2 separate regions of the Gossypium hirsutum genome follow, and region 2 is linked to region 1. A link is a contact called in public Hi-C data. All regions are on one chromosome and are shown on one strand. Each heading gives the region's core, a stretch centred on a gene start, on an enhancer-like site or on the middle of the called end of the contact. The rest is flanking DNA. Distances are from core to core; before and after follow the strand shown.

Region 1 (6,869 bases), core at 2,011-4,510:
GGTTGGCCATAGGAGACAAAGGTGGTCAAAAGTCAAATTTTGGTAAAATTAGGTGTTGAAATTGAATAAAATAAAGCAAATAGTAAAAGTTGTCATTTTTTTTCATCTCTCTCTTTCTTCTCCATCTATTTTTCTCCAAGAAAGTAACCATGGAAGCTTTAAAAAATTTTAGCAACTTAAAGCCTTTGCAAGTAAGTGATTTGAGGGTTTTTCTTGAATATTTTTATACTTTTAGAACCCTTATAACATAAGCTTTCAAATGAGGGGACTATTTTGCAAAATGGTTGAAAGTCTAGGGTTTTAACATGAGTGTGTTCATGTTGCTTTCTGAAATTTTATGGAAGAAAATGAGTTATGGTAGTGTAATAAACAATTTTTGTGAAGTAGTTGCATAAGTTGTAAAATAGATGATAAATGTGTGAAATAAGGAGAATTGTGGGCTGATTTTAGTATAAAAAGTGATCGACTAGGCTTGATTAGTGAGAAAATATGATAAAAATCGATTTTCGGACCTAGAGGTAAAATGGTCATTTTGCAAAAGTTTAGGGGTAAAATGGTTATTTTCCCCAATTTTAAATTGTTGAGTACTTAGATTAATAAAATGATTAAATTCGTGAATTTTTATCATTATAGATCAAGAATTACAAAATTTGGGCATAGATCAAGAATTACAAAATTTGGGCCTAGACTGGGGAAAAGCCAAACTAGCGGAATAAGTCGATATAACCACCAAATTTTGAATACCGAGGTAAATTGTATGTAAATAATACAATTTCATTGTTATTATATGTGTTTAAATTGATATAGCATAAATTTCTTAATTGTGGTAATGAAAATACTTGATGATAATTAAGATAATAGAACTCCCGGGTGAACCTTAGGAACAAATCAAATATTCGTGCCGTGACATTTGGGTCATTTGTGCGCCAGTGTAAGACATGTTTGGGACATGCATCGGCCACATTATGAGAGCCATTATAAGACCATGTCTGGGAAATAGCAACGGCATTGAGACGAGAGCTAGTGTAAGACATGTCTGGAACATGCATCGGCTATGAGATGTGTCAGTGTAAGACCATTTCTGGGACATGGCATCGACACGGAGATGTGAGAGCCAGTGTAAGACCATTTCTGGGACATGGCGTCGGCCTCGATTTCAATAGTCAGTGTAAGACCATGTCTGGGACATGGCATCGACTTGATGGATAAGCCAATGTAAGGCCATATCTGGGACATGGCATCGGCATTACACCCTATGTTTGAGGCTTAATGAATATTCAATAGCATTCCAAATGGTTCAATAGTGAGAGTCACAATTTAAGTTAAACAAGGAAAGTATAACCATGTTGTGAGTGGTATAGGTACCTATTTGAAATGTATGAGATGTGAGCTCAATATATATTATGTGAAATGTATTGGCTAGTGATGAGTAAGTTGTGCTTCTGCCTAATTAAGTACTATGAGCATTATAGTGAATGGGAAAGTTATTGTTATATTTATTGCATGCAACTTACTAAGCTTTATGCTTACCCTATTTTCTTTCCATTTTCTTATAGTGCAGCCTAGTTAGCTCATTGATCAACGGACGTTGGAGGAATCAATCACACTATCAATCGAAGCACTTAGTATAGTTAGATCTATTTATTTTGATTATGGCATGTATAGGACCCTGACTTTATGATTTTGTGTCATTGCTAATTGGCCAAATGTGTTGGCTTACTTTAGCATTTTTATTCATTTTGTATAAGGCCATGGAAATAGCTAAAGTTAAAAGTTGTTATATGAATACAAGAAGTTATTTCATAAATGGGCAATTTGTTGGTTGTTTTAGTAAATATGAAATGTGTAAAGGCCTTAGATGTGGTTGTTGGGTTGAGGAATCATATTATGATAGTCTTTCGTAAAATGGATGTTGTTATTTTGTGTTTCAGGGTGGCAAAAGGACTTGGTAAATAGCCCTATGTTGTCCACAAGGGTAAACACACAGGCATGTGTCTAGGCCATGTGTCATGGGCATGTTGTCAGACCGTGTGCCCCCTGCACGTAAAAATTTCAAGCCAGTATGCATGGTAGTAAACACAGGGCAGAGACATAGCCGTGTGTCTTAGCCGTGTGGAGGACACGGCCTCTGGCCACTGGCGTGTGCCTTGGTCATGTGCCCCTTATTGGATACTGACATTAGAAACAGAATGTCAAGGTTTTTAGACACGAGCTAGGACACAGGCGTGTCATGGCCGGGCCATAGACACGGGCGTGTGTTAGGTCGTGTGAAAACCACTGTAGGTTCAAATTTGGAATTAAATTCACACGGGTATGGGACACGGGCGTGTCCCTAGATGCTTAGGCCGTGTGAGTCACACAGGCCATCAGCACGACCATGTTATAACGACCACATGGGGGTGTTGCCCTTCCACACAAGCTTGTGCCCTGTTTTAAGAATCATTTTTATTTAGTCGATTTAAGGACCTGAGTTGGTTCCGAAGGGTTTCCAAAGAAATTTTGAGGCCTTGTAGGCCCACTTTAAGGAGTTTAAATAGAGTTCTAAAGAGTTTTAAATTTAATCAAGTCTCGGTGACTCAAAAACGAATGTATGCATGGCTTCGTACCCAGTCCTGGCCTCAGACTCTAGTAAGGGGTGTTACATTGTCATCTTTTTTTCCCACTTAATTTACTTATATACTTAGATTTAATTTAATTAATTACTTTAACAAGGCTTAATTAAACTTTAATCCTTAATTTATTAAATCTAATGACAATTAACATCACATCCCACATTCATTTAAAATTGGTTTATTAGCCAGTCATTTGGATAATTGCTATTTAAATCCCCAAGCCTTATTCTAACTAAAAATTTATAGCGATTAAATTTTTGCGATTTAGTCTCTGAGCCTTAATTACTCACAATTTCGACTAAATCTCTTAACCAATTTTCAATTCATTAATATGCTAATCCCATAACATCTTTATTTAATATTTACAAACTCGTTTATGGAAATGAAGTCTCGAAATTGTATTTTTTAACATCACTAAAAATTGAGTCGTTACAAAAATATTTATTTAAATTTAATTATAAAAGTGAAGTTAATTTTTAAATTGTAGAAATAAATTCTTTGAATTTGCTATATGAATTCGATTGTATGCGCTTTATAAATTAAGTTTGTGCTACGCGCAGAAGTTGACGGGGAAGGAAAAAGGGCCGGGGCTGGCTTTCCCTTTTCAGTTAGGATTTTTGGATGTTGTTGGGCTTTGGGTCCACGAACTAAAATCGCAATTTGAACTTAGAAGAAGGCCAAGCCGAAGCCTGGGCCAGAACTGAAGGTGAAGCAGCTAACACACCATAGAGATCTGGCATCCCTCCGCTAAATTCTGCTGTAAGATCTCTATTAACCAAAGAAGAATAATAGTAATAGTAATAAAATCGAATCTTCTTCTGCTGAAACGCTTTGCTTTCTAGTTTCTAGACAGAAATTCGATCAGCTCTAGTAGTTTAATAGTAAGGTTTTTGTTTCTCCGTTAGTTTATTTATTAAATCAATAAATTGAAGCATATTAACATATGGGTTTATTTATTTACCCTTTTTTTTTCCTGGAATGAATATTCATTCAAGTTCGATATTCATGGGGCGGGAAGTTCCAGTTTAAGGTTTATTTGAGAAATAATTTCAATAATGATTTTATTTTGATTTCTGATGAGTTTTAATGTAAATGTAATTTTGGTGCCAAACTTTAATTAGTTAATTTATAGTATAATAATTCAATTTTGTTTTTCTGCCAAAGGAGAATTGGATAGGCATATTTCGAATTAAGATTTTATCTGTATTTTCCTCGGTTGATTGTTTCTCAAATTGTTGTCACAGAGTTATATAAAGAAGAAAGATCTCCTTGAATTTTATTTTTGAAGTAAGAAGGTGAATATGGGTGCTTCGGAAGAGAACAGTGCCTTGTTTCCAATCTTTGTGTTGACTATAATGGCTCTGCCATTAGTGCCATACACTATAGTTAAGATATTAAACACATTCTCGAAGAAGGCAATGACTATCCATTGCCAGTGTTCTGTGTGTTCTCGGTCTGGGAAGTATAGGAAATCAATTTTCAAACGGGTAGATATGCTTCTGATTGTATTTCATTTATCGTCTGGAACTTTGTTTGAATTTGATAAGTATTTGTGATATTTTGGATTGTTTTTGCAGATCTCGAACTTCTCAACTTGTAGTAATCTGACCCTTGTGCTTCTCTGGGTTGTCATGGTGGTGCTGATATACTATATCAAGCATACAAGTCATGAGGTAATCCATTTGTTCTTAATATCTGATGACTACATGATTTAATCTAGTAGTCAGCTGCTAAACCTCATCCTCTCTGCTGGAACTTTGGGTTTAGGTGAAGAATTTATATCTTATGTGTGGTTTGAGAAAGTATAGGCATCTGTTCTCACCTATTTGTTTTTGTTTTTGGATGTGGACTGAATGTTCATATGCTAGTATCAGCTTGGTCATGTATTAATATATTAATGCTAACAGCCAGTTGGTTGTTTCTTCAACATTTTATACTCTGTATGTGATGTGCCTTGGCTTGTTTCTCATGATAGAACATGATTTGTCTTCATTTTTCTTGGTTTGCAGTTTAAAGTATTTGAGCCATTCAGTATTCTTGGTTTGGAACACGGAGCCTCAGATTCAGACATAAAGAAAGCATATAGGAGACTTTCCATACAGTATCATCCTGATAAAAATCCAGATCCAGGTTATAGGTTTAATTTTTTGTTCCATATCTGGTTTTTGTAATACATTGATTTTTTGGAAGACCTAATACCTATCTACCATTTCCTCCTCCCGGCTCTTCTCAGAGGCCCATGATTATTTTGTTGAATTCATTTCAAAGGCTTATCAGGCCCTGACAGATCCAGTCTCTCGGGAGAATTTTGAAAAGTATGGCCACCCTGATGGCAGGCAGGTAACAGATTCTTTGTTTCATCTTTTGTTGCAGACGCTGCTAGTTTCATGAACAAGGGATTTTGATTTTTTCTTTTTCCAATTTTCTTGGATTCTTAATTTAGGGGCTTCAAATGGGTATAGCCCTACCTCCATTCCTGTTGAATATTGATGGAGCATCAGGTGGAATACTTCTTTTAGGAATAGTTGGAGTATGCATCCTTCTGCCTTTGGTGTTGGCTGTTATATATCTTTCAAGATCAGCCAAATACACTGGAAATTATGTGATGCACCAAACATTGTCTGCCTACTACTATTTCATGAAACCTTCTTTAGCCCCAAGGTATAAATTTTTACTGTATAAAAGTGCTTATAAAAAGTTAACTACTACTTTGTATTTCTAAATTATATAGAAAATTTCAGTAATGGCTTGAAATTTTCACACCAGCCAGAAGTTCAACTAGGCTAATGAGAGAGATACTTCTCTCGCCTTACTCCTGGTTGCATTGACGCTTAGCATCATAAAGACTTGAAGTCAATAGTGTCAAACAAAAAGCTTTCATAAATTACACTTCAATTGACCATGTTCGACAAGGCTTGCTCTTATTTTTCATTTTGTTTCTCAATATCATCCTAATTTTGCAGCAAGGTCCTGGGTGTATTTATAAAAGCTGCAGAATTCATGGAAATTCCAGTACGGCGAAGTGATGGGGAACCCCTTCAGAAATTATTTATGTTGGTTAGGAGTGAGCTAAACTTGGACCTCAAGAATATTCGCCAAGAACAAGCCAAGTTTTGGAAGCAGCATCCAGCTTTAGTAAAGGTGGCTGACATGCAACCTTGCTTTCGTCTATTTCTTTTATGCTACGTTTGGTAGGAACATTATTTATTCAGCACGTTTTATTATATGAGTTAGCTATAAGCTAATTTCAATTGGTAATTTTTAGCCACTCACATAACTTGTTTTAGGAAAGGAGAAGGGAAATTTTTTGTTTTCTTTTAAGAGGTCTTATTTTTACAAAAGTTTTTCCTCATCTTTCTAATTTCAAGTTTAAATTTGTACTAACTATTCTTTATTTTATGTCTAACTATTGTAATACATACATAATAAATAAGCTTTTTCCTCATGTTATTACATCAATAGCCAAACGGAGGCATTAGTATCTCATTGTTTCAAATACTCCGAAGTTAAGGCTCATTCTTCTTGCTGCTTTATATTACTTACCTTTGTACTTTTCAGGCAGAATTGTTGATCCAAGCCCAGTTGACTCGTGAGTCTAAAGCTCTGACACCAGCTTTGTTGCGTGATTTTAGACGTATGCTAGAGCTTTCACCCCGCCTTCTTGAGGAACTAGTGAAGGTGAATTTAAATTTCTCAGTTCTTCTAGCACGATAATGGATTTGTTGCACTTGATTTTTGAAAATCCTCTCTTGCACATGCATTCACATTTGAGCATATTGATAAGATTAGCTCCTGATTTTTACTGTTTCTCTAAAGATGATTGATATTATTCTTGAAACTTTTTGGTACTCTTGTGGCAGCTAAGCTTTTGAAAGATTTAGTAAGAAATCAAGTGCATTTACTATCTCAGTCTCTTTGGTAAAGAAGTGAAAAAGAACAAGTTGGTCTCACAGTCCGTTGCAGTCCCTCTTGCTAGTCATAATATTCTAGATAATTAGTGCATTAGGCCCTAATATTTTGAAATTCCTAGACAACAAAACCATTTTGTTCAATAGCAGGCAGCGTTGTGTGAGTGCATTTTCTAGGTGCTATGCTATCTTAATACTTTTTCGGAAAACTGATGCTTGCAAGTGAAAATTTTCTATCAGCATTCATTGGAAGCTGTAATGGTCACTATGTTATATATGGATACAGATGGCATTGCTACCACGTACTGCTCAAGGGCATGGATGGTTGAGACCTGCTATTGGCGTGGTT
Region 2 (6,869 bases), core at 2,220-4,719, 240 kb before region 1:
CTACATAAACAAATAAAACATATAAAAGTGACACATTGAGGAAAGGACTAAACCTAAGGGCTGTAATAAAATTCGTCACTTTTTACTTGCACCAAAGAAACAAATACTTGCTCCATACTTTGAGCATCAAGGAACTTGATTTCTTTCTTAGATTAATTGTCCTGAATTTTAAACATAAAAAAGTAAAAGATGAGGAAGATCATGGACACTTTTCCAACACAAAAAAGTTACAAGAATATTCCAACACTAACTCATTTAATGAAAATTGTTTGTTTGAATAAAACAAAATAAATTTCACTTATCATAAAAAGCAAAGACATGAAACCATGAGGGCTACAACCAATATGCCACACTAGGTATTGGAAGGAAAGTAACCTGCGCGTGAAACCAAGCTTCTCATAGCCACGAGAAAACACTTCCAAGCCACCTTCATACTTGTCAATTTCCTTGCGTATTTTTTTATATTGTGCATACCTATAATGGATAAAATATACAAAGTAATCAAATCTGGACAATGTTATTAATTGTATTCCGGATATGAAACAGTGCAGAAAAATGAGGTATAGCACAGATTAAATAAGAAAAGAGGAAAAAACAGATAGTACAAGCTAATATAACACCGGAGAGCTATGCAGTGAAAACAAAACATATTACTGACAGTAAAAACTAAAGCTGGCAAGTCAAATCACACCTAAAACAAGCAACTTAATCAGATACATCTTTTTTACATTTTCAGAATATTTTCCAATAAGGAACTGTAACTCCTTCCCCTGCAGTTCAAGGGGACATATAATCATAAGACCGTAAGCAGCAATATCCACTTGTGTTTGAACACAAGTACAATGATAAGATCAATAAGTAGCTTATTGCTTTAACAATTTAAGCCAGTCAAGAATAGCAACATAATTCCGTTACAGATTCTAGCAAACGAGAAAGAAAGCAGAGTGACTTGCTTGCTTGTTCAATCAGATCAAATCTAGTTAAAAAACAAAATAATAGAAATAGACAACCCACAAAAGGCCCTAAAATAATAAAGCAAACGCAAAGTGTAATGAATTCTGAGTGCTTTTCCAAGTATTGCTTCTCAAAAGTCAAAGCATAGAATAAATATTAACAGCTAATAGGAGACAAAAATACAGATTTATTCACTGAGTTCCTATCCAAATACCAGCATGGACCTCCAAGTACCACGTGCAAGTCTGCTGTAGTGAAGATAGGCAATCACAGTACACAGGCAACTATAACCAATATGGCAAAAAATTCCAAGAAACTAAAGAACTAAAACCTACAGCTTCCTTCTAAAGCCCGGAGAAGAGTAAACACTTGAATTCCAATTATCAGATGAGACGCATACAAGTAAATAAAAGAAGATTTATATTACCGGTAATCGATATGATCGCGGAAACCCAACAATAGTGAATCTATTTCATATATTTTCTGCCCTGCACCAGGAGGGGGAATGGACCTTGGTTTTGCTTCAGTTTTCTCAGTACTTGCGTTCCTGTGTAAAGGGACAGATGGCTCCTCAGCATGAGCTTCTTCATCATTATTTGAAAACACAGACGGAAAAGATTCTTGTTCTTCAACTTCAATCTTTTTTTCATCTTCCATTCCTTCACTATCTACATTATGAATTACCTATAGTAGAACCATAAAGAGATAAGGACTTTTACTCTTTGCATTTGATTTAGTTACCTAAAATGTAGAACTTCAAAGATAAAAGTAAAACTAAGAAAATGCCATTCCTCAACCTTAGTCCTCAGCTGCTCAACTTTTATGTCCGTTTACTATAATTTTTCTTCCAAAACAGTAATTGTTCAGAATCAGAGTCACAAGTTTTCAAAAAAAAAAAAAAAAGAGGTTAAAAACTGTTTTAGAGAACCAACAAGCTTGAATGACTTCATCAAAGATAAAAAAACCAAGAACATACCGTTCCCAAATATATCCTTATATGTTGTTTATTATAATTTTACTTTCAAAAGATTCGGAGTTCAGACATAGAACCACACGAATCAACAGGCTTGAATGGCACAAACACCATCCCAGAATTTCATTTTCCAAATTTACTCCCAAGTATAAAATCATGAAAATTCAACTGCACTCAATCTAAAAGAAAAGAGTAATATTTCTGTAAATTCAAAACACAGTACGCATTATTCTCAGAAAATTGCAAACCTGAGGATCATCTGAAATAGTGCTAGGACTTTCCAATTGATCTGTCATGGGTGAAGAAGCATCACCCTGACCACCGGGATCCAGCACTTTCTTGGATGCAGCAACGGTTAAGGATGAGAAGGCTGAATGAGAAGAAGACTTTTCTATAAAGATCCTCCCTACAAGCAAGCATCAAATCAATTCTCCACATATTGTGAAGCCAATGTCTATAAAAGCAGTCACCATTCATAGAGAACTCTTTTTCCAGTACTAAAATTATACTAACAAATTCAGATCCGTCTTCATTACAGAAGAAGAGAAATCAGAATCAACAGCCATATCGGGAAACTCAGAAAATAAAGGAAATGATCCAACCATGACTTTTGACAATAGGCTGATGATGCAACAAATTATACGCCTATAACTCTTTTAATAGTTATGATTTTATTTTCTACTTAAGGTTCCCTAACTGCGAAATTAAATTATCGTCCTTTTTTACAGTTCCTTCCATATGCAATTATTAGTTTTTCATTTCATAAACCAGAAACTTCGTTGCAATTTTTTTTATTGCAACAAGTTCAGCGGTAACATTTTGAACATGGTGATCAGTTGTTCAACAATCCATGTTTCTTCCAATATTAACAAATCACTCGTTGGCGATCGCGATAGCCATAGCGTGCATCAAAGAATATTTAAATATTCATACTTTAACTATAAATTTCATTAAAGGACAGAATATTTGAATTCTTTTCGTTTCTTCGTATGGATCATCTACAACTCGGAACTCCTTTTCGCCATTGTTTCCAACTTTTTTTTCTTAAATAAATCAAGCATTATAGTTTTGAGTGATAAAACTTGCTAAAGCTAACCGATTACTGTTTCATAATAATTTTTTTTTGTTAATAGGAAAATGAAAACAAGATTAGATCAGTTATAGAAAAATAGAAGAAGTTATGAAAGTTGAAGCTGAACAAAACAAAATATATAAAGAAAATAGAGAAGAGAAGGGAGGCTGAATACGAGAAAAGTGATGCTTCTTCAACAAAAGCGACAAACTGCAACTCGTAGAAGCGCCATTGAAGCTTGACGCACAGTACCTGTAGACTGGAGACACACGAGGAAACCGTAAACCAGATACACTAAAAAGCATTATTTTTTCACAGTTTCTTTTTTTACTTTTTCTGATTCGGAAGGTAGTAAAGGAGAGGAAAAGTGTTTTTTCTTTGAAAATAAAATACAGATCCGTGGGAGAGAGAGAATGAAGAGCAAATATCGGCAATGAGTTACACTGAGAAAAGCGTGAAATATGAATGAAAAATCTAAAATCAAAATTGAGGGAACTAAATTAAATGAATGGGGAATGCTACATGTGCCGTGGAGAATTGCATGGGAATGGGTGATTTGGACTGTGGGACCTACCTAGTATTCATTATCATTTATCGGCCGTTCATCTAACTCATTCGATCTTTTCATGAAATTGGAACCGTTAACCGATGCCTTAGTCAAGTGGGTTCTGCTTAATAAGCAATAGACAGGAACAACGGATGGTGAAACCACTGCCATCATTTCCATTACTTTATTACTAGTTTTCAAAGTTGCATGATGAGGGAGCTAAACAAAATCAAGATGGTCGTAATTCCCAAAGCCAAAAAAGATGTGTATAAATTTGGGCCCATAAATTACTGCAGCTTTTCATATAAAATTTTCATATAAAATTATTTAACATACTTGTTAGTTGGATTAAAACATTTTATTGGAAAATTACATCAAGAATCTTTGTATGGCCCTAATGGATGAGACTTCTTTAGTTTCTGACATGATTAATGACTATAATATTTAGGAATGGGGTAAATTTGCCGGTAATAGTAGTTAGAAGGCTCTCTTACATGTACACGGCACTTCTATTTTTTTCTAGTTGGGGTTGATATTTGTAAGTGGACATGGTTAGCATTGAGTAGTGCACTGTCTTGGTTGCTTATCAGCAACTTGTCTAGGATGAATGGACTCTAAGGATCATGCTTGGAAGGTGATGTGGTCATATAAAGGACCCTAGTAGATTCATCAATTTCATTGGTTGGTATGATAAGGGAGGCTTTATAATAATGTTGCTCGTCTAAGAAAGGTATGGTTGTAACATTTCTTATCCGTCTCGGCGTATATTATGAATGGGAGGTACTATTAAAGCACTTTTTAAATCATAGTAAAAAAATTCTTTTAATAAAATACCATTTGACAACTTTATAAAAGTCATAAAACAATTCCCAACATTTAAAAAAGTATCAATTATGATTTGAAATCATTTTGGGTAATTAGATACATATTAGGACTTATTTAAATTCTAAGCCAAGTGTTTGAAGCTTATCGGCGTAAAATGAAATCATTTGAATTGAAAGAAATAAAAATTTTACTAAACTTGAAACTTTAAAACTTTTTTATAAAATCATTAATTCAATTTTAGGACAATTAAAAGTCTTTAAATACAATTAAAATCATTTTGAAGATGCTAGGAGGTCGTTGAGACCCAAAACAGAACTCAGAAAGTCAAAACGACTCAAAACAATGCAGTTGCTTGAGTCTAAGGCACTTGTTGTGGTACAAGTCCATAGATGTACCAATACAAGTCCCTGGACTGTAGCAATTTGGATTGTGTTTGCCTTGTTGTGATACTACTAAGCCCAAGTATTGATACTAAGGCCTTCAACTAAAAGTTTGTTCTAAAACACTCCAAAACATATCCAAACATCACCATAACATTTCCATATGTTCCAAAATATTATTGTTAAATATGACTCTTATTTTTAGTCAAATTTGAGAAATAATATTTCAGTTAAACTCTGTTTATTTGTTTCAATCAAACACTGATTCGTTTAGATTATTTTATTATTATTTGACCTATGAATTTAGCCTATAAATAGGCTCTTTTAGAAAAAATAGCGGAATAAATTGAGAAATTGAACACACAAATTTAACGTTAAAAAATCCCTCCAAAGAGGATAAAAAACCACAGGCAAAGATAATTTTACTATAATGGCAAAAGAACAAAGAGTACAAAAGATGGAGATAAAAACTAAACCTCGAAAACCCAAAAACAAAGAACCTCAAAGCATAAACACAAAATTCTCTAAATGTGTTATGAGTTCTAATATCTAATTGGTGTATTTTCTAATGTTGTAAAAAAGCCTATTTATAGGCTAAATTCATAGGTCAAATAATAATAAAATAATCTAAACTAATTAGTGTTTGATTGAAACAAATAAACAGAGTTTAACTAAAAGATTATTTCTCAAATTTGATTGAAAATAGGAGTCACATTTAACAAATCTCCACCTTGACTCATATTTCCACAACACCATCTTTGCCAAAGCCCTCCACGAGCTTATCTTGAACTATGCAGGGAATTAACTTAGTCGAATTTGTGCTTAGAAACTGGAAGACTTCTAACATTTGACTTGTACACTACCAAATCAAAACTAACCCGAGTCTGATTTTCACGAACACAGTGCCCTAACTTTTCAAAACCTGCATCCAAAAGAGAACCACTCTTCAATGAAACAGTCATACATTTTTCCCTCCTATGACCAAGTTGCCTCTACTCCAAATTAGTTGACTTCGACTCCATAACGGACAAGGGACGTCCGATTTCACCGATCACTGTAGAACCTTCCAGAATATAAAGACTATTGGTTCTTTTACCTTTTAATAAAATGAGAGCTCCACAAGATACTTTAATGCCGCTCGACTTGATGTCAATTCTACATCTTTTCAAGTCTAAAATACTCAATGAGATGAGATTCTTTCGTAAATCAAGTACATACCTAACATCTGAGAGTGTCATAATCATCCCATTGTGTATCCTAATTTTAACAGTACCAATACCAATTACCTTACTAGATGAATCGTTCCCATGCACATAAGTCCACCTTCAGCTGAACTGTATGTGGAGAACCATTCTCTATCGGAACACATGTGGAAATAACATCCCGAATCTAGGATCCACTCGGACATGAGCTTGAAATTATCGCTCCTTAACACTAATAAGAAATCATCACGTTTTCATCGGCCAAATTAGCACCAGCTACATCTTCCTCGTTACTCTCAGTAGCTCTTTTATTTCGCAATTTATAACAATCTGCTTTGACGTGACCTAACTTTTTATAAGATGTTCAAGGATGAACACACATTTTTTTTTCTTTGTTTTCTTTCTTCCACTCACGGCAAAGGGGGGGGCATGGATGAGACCATTTTTTTTTCATCACTCCTCCCTTTCATTATTTAATTACCATGCTCATTATTTTATTTTTCCTAACATACATCACTAACCTAACATGTTTGTGACATGTTTCCACCCATAGCATGGCCGGCCACTATGCTTTAATTTGGCTAATTTGACATGCAAGGACAATCACTCTCCCACATATATTAATAGGCCACTTGAACACTTGCCTAGCATATTTCTAAATTGTCTCACATAAGTCCCTACTAATAAATTTCACATACACTGACCAAATTAAAGTATGGAACTATCACACAAGCATTTACGCACATCATAAACACATAATATAATCTTTAATTATTTATAAGACTCGATTTCATGGTCCTGAAACCACTCTCCGACTAGGGTCAATTTAGGGCTGTCACAAGTTCCCTGCCTCCTTCTCTCTGTGTCCCTTTTTCTCTTCCTTTAGGGCGTATTTATAGGCTGTAGAATGCCTAAA

What was found. Hi-C and Micro-C count contacts between places; a contact is called where the count stands out from the background.
Region 2: a contact with region 1 is called in a Hi-C map of leaf, with 8 times the contacts expected there. The contact joins the promoter of LOC107948121 here to the promoter of LOC107910274 in region 1. A contact is called at or near these places in 5 of 34 Hi-C or Micro-C datasets (hypocotyl and leaf).

The regions. Positions count from the first base shown.
Region 1 is chrA04:55,854,553-55,861,421 of Gossypium_hirsutum_v2.1, reverse strand. LOC107910274 (dnaJ protein ERDJ2) reads left to right here and starts at 3,260. Exons shown (of 11, transcript XM_016838080.2): 1 at 3,260-3,371; 2 at 3,857-4,099; 3 at 4,190-4,285; 4 at 4,622-4,742; 5 at 4,846-4,952; 6 at 5,056-5,273; 7 at 5,576-5,753; 8 at 6,171-6,290; 9 at 6,807-6,869. The coding sequence starts at 3,914.
Region 2 is chrA04:56,095,169-56,102,037 of Gossypium_hirsutum_v2.1, reverse strand. It overlaps LOC107948121 (1,4-alpha-glucan-branching enzyme 2-2, chloroplastic/amyloplastic), which reads right to left and starts at 3,469. Exons shown (of 22, transcript XM_016882590.1): 1 at 3,175-3,469; 2 at 2,176-2,333; 3 at 1,382-1,638; 4 at 376-474. The coding sequence starts at 3,304.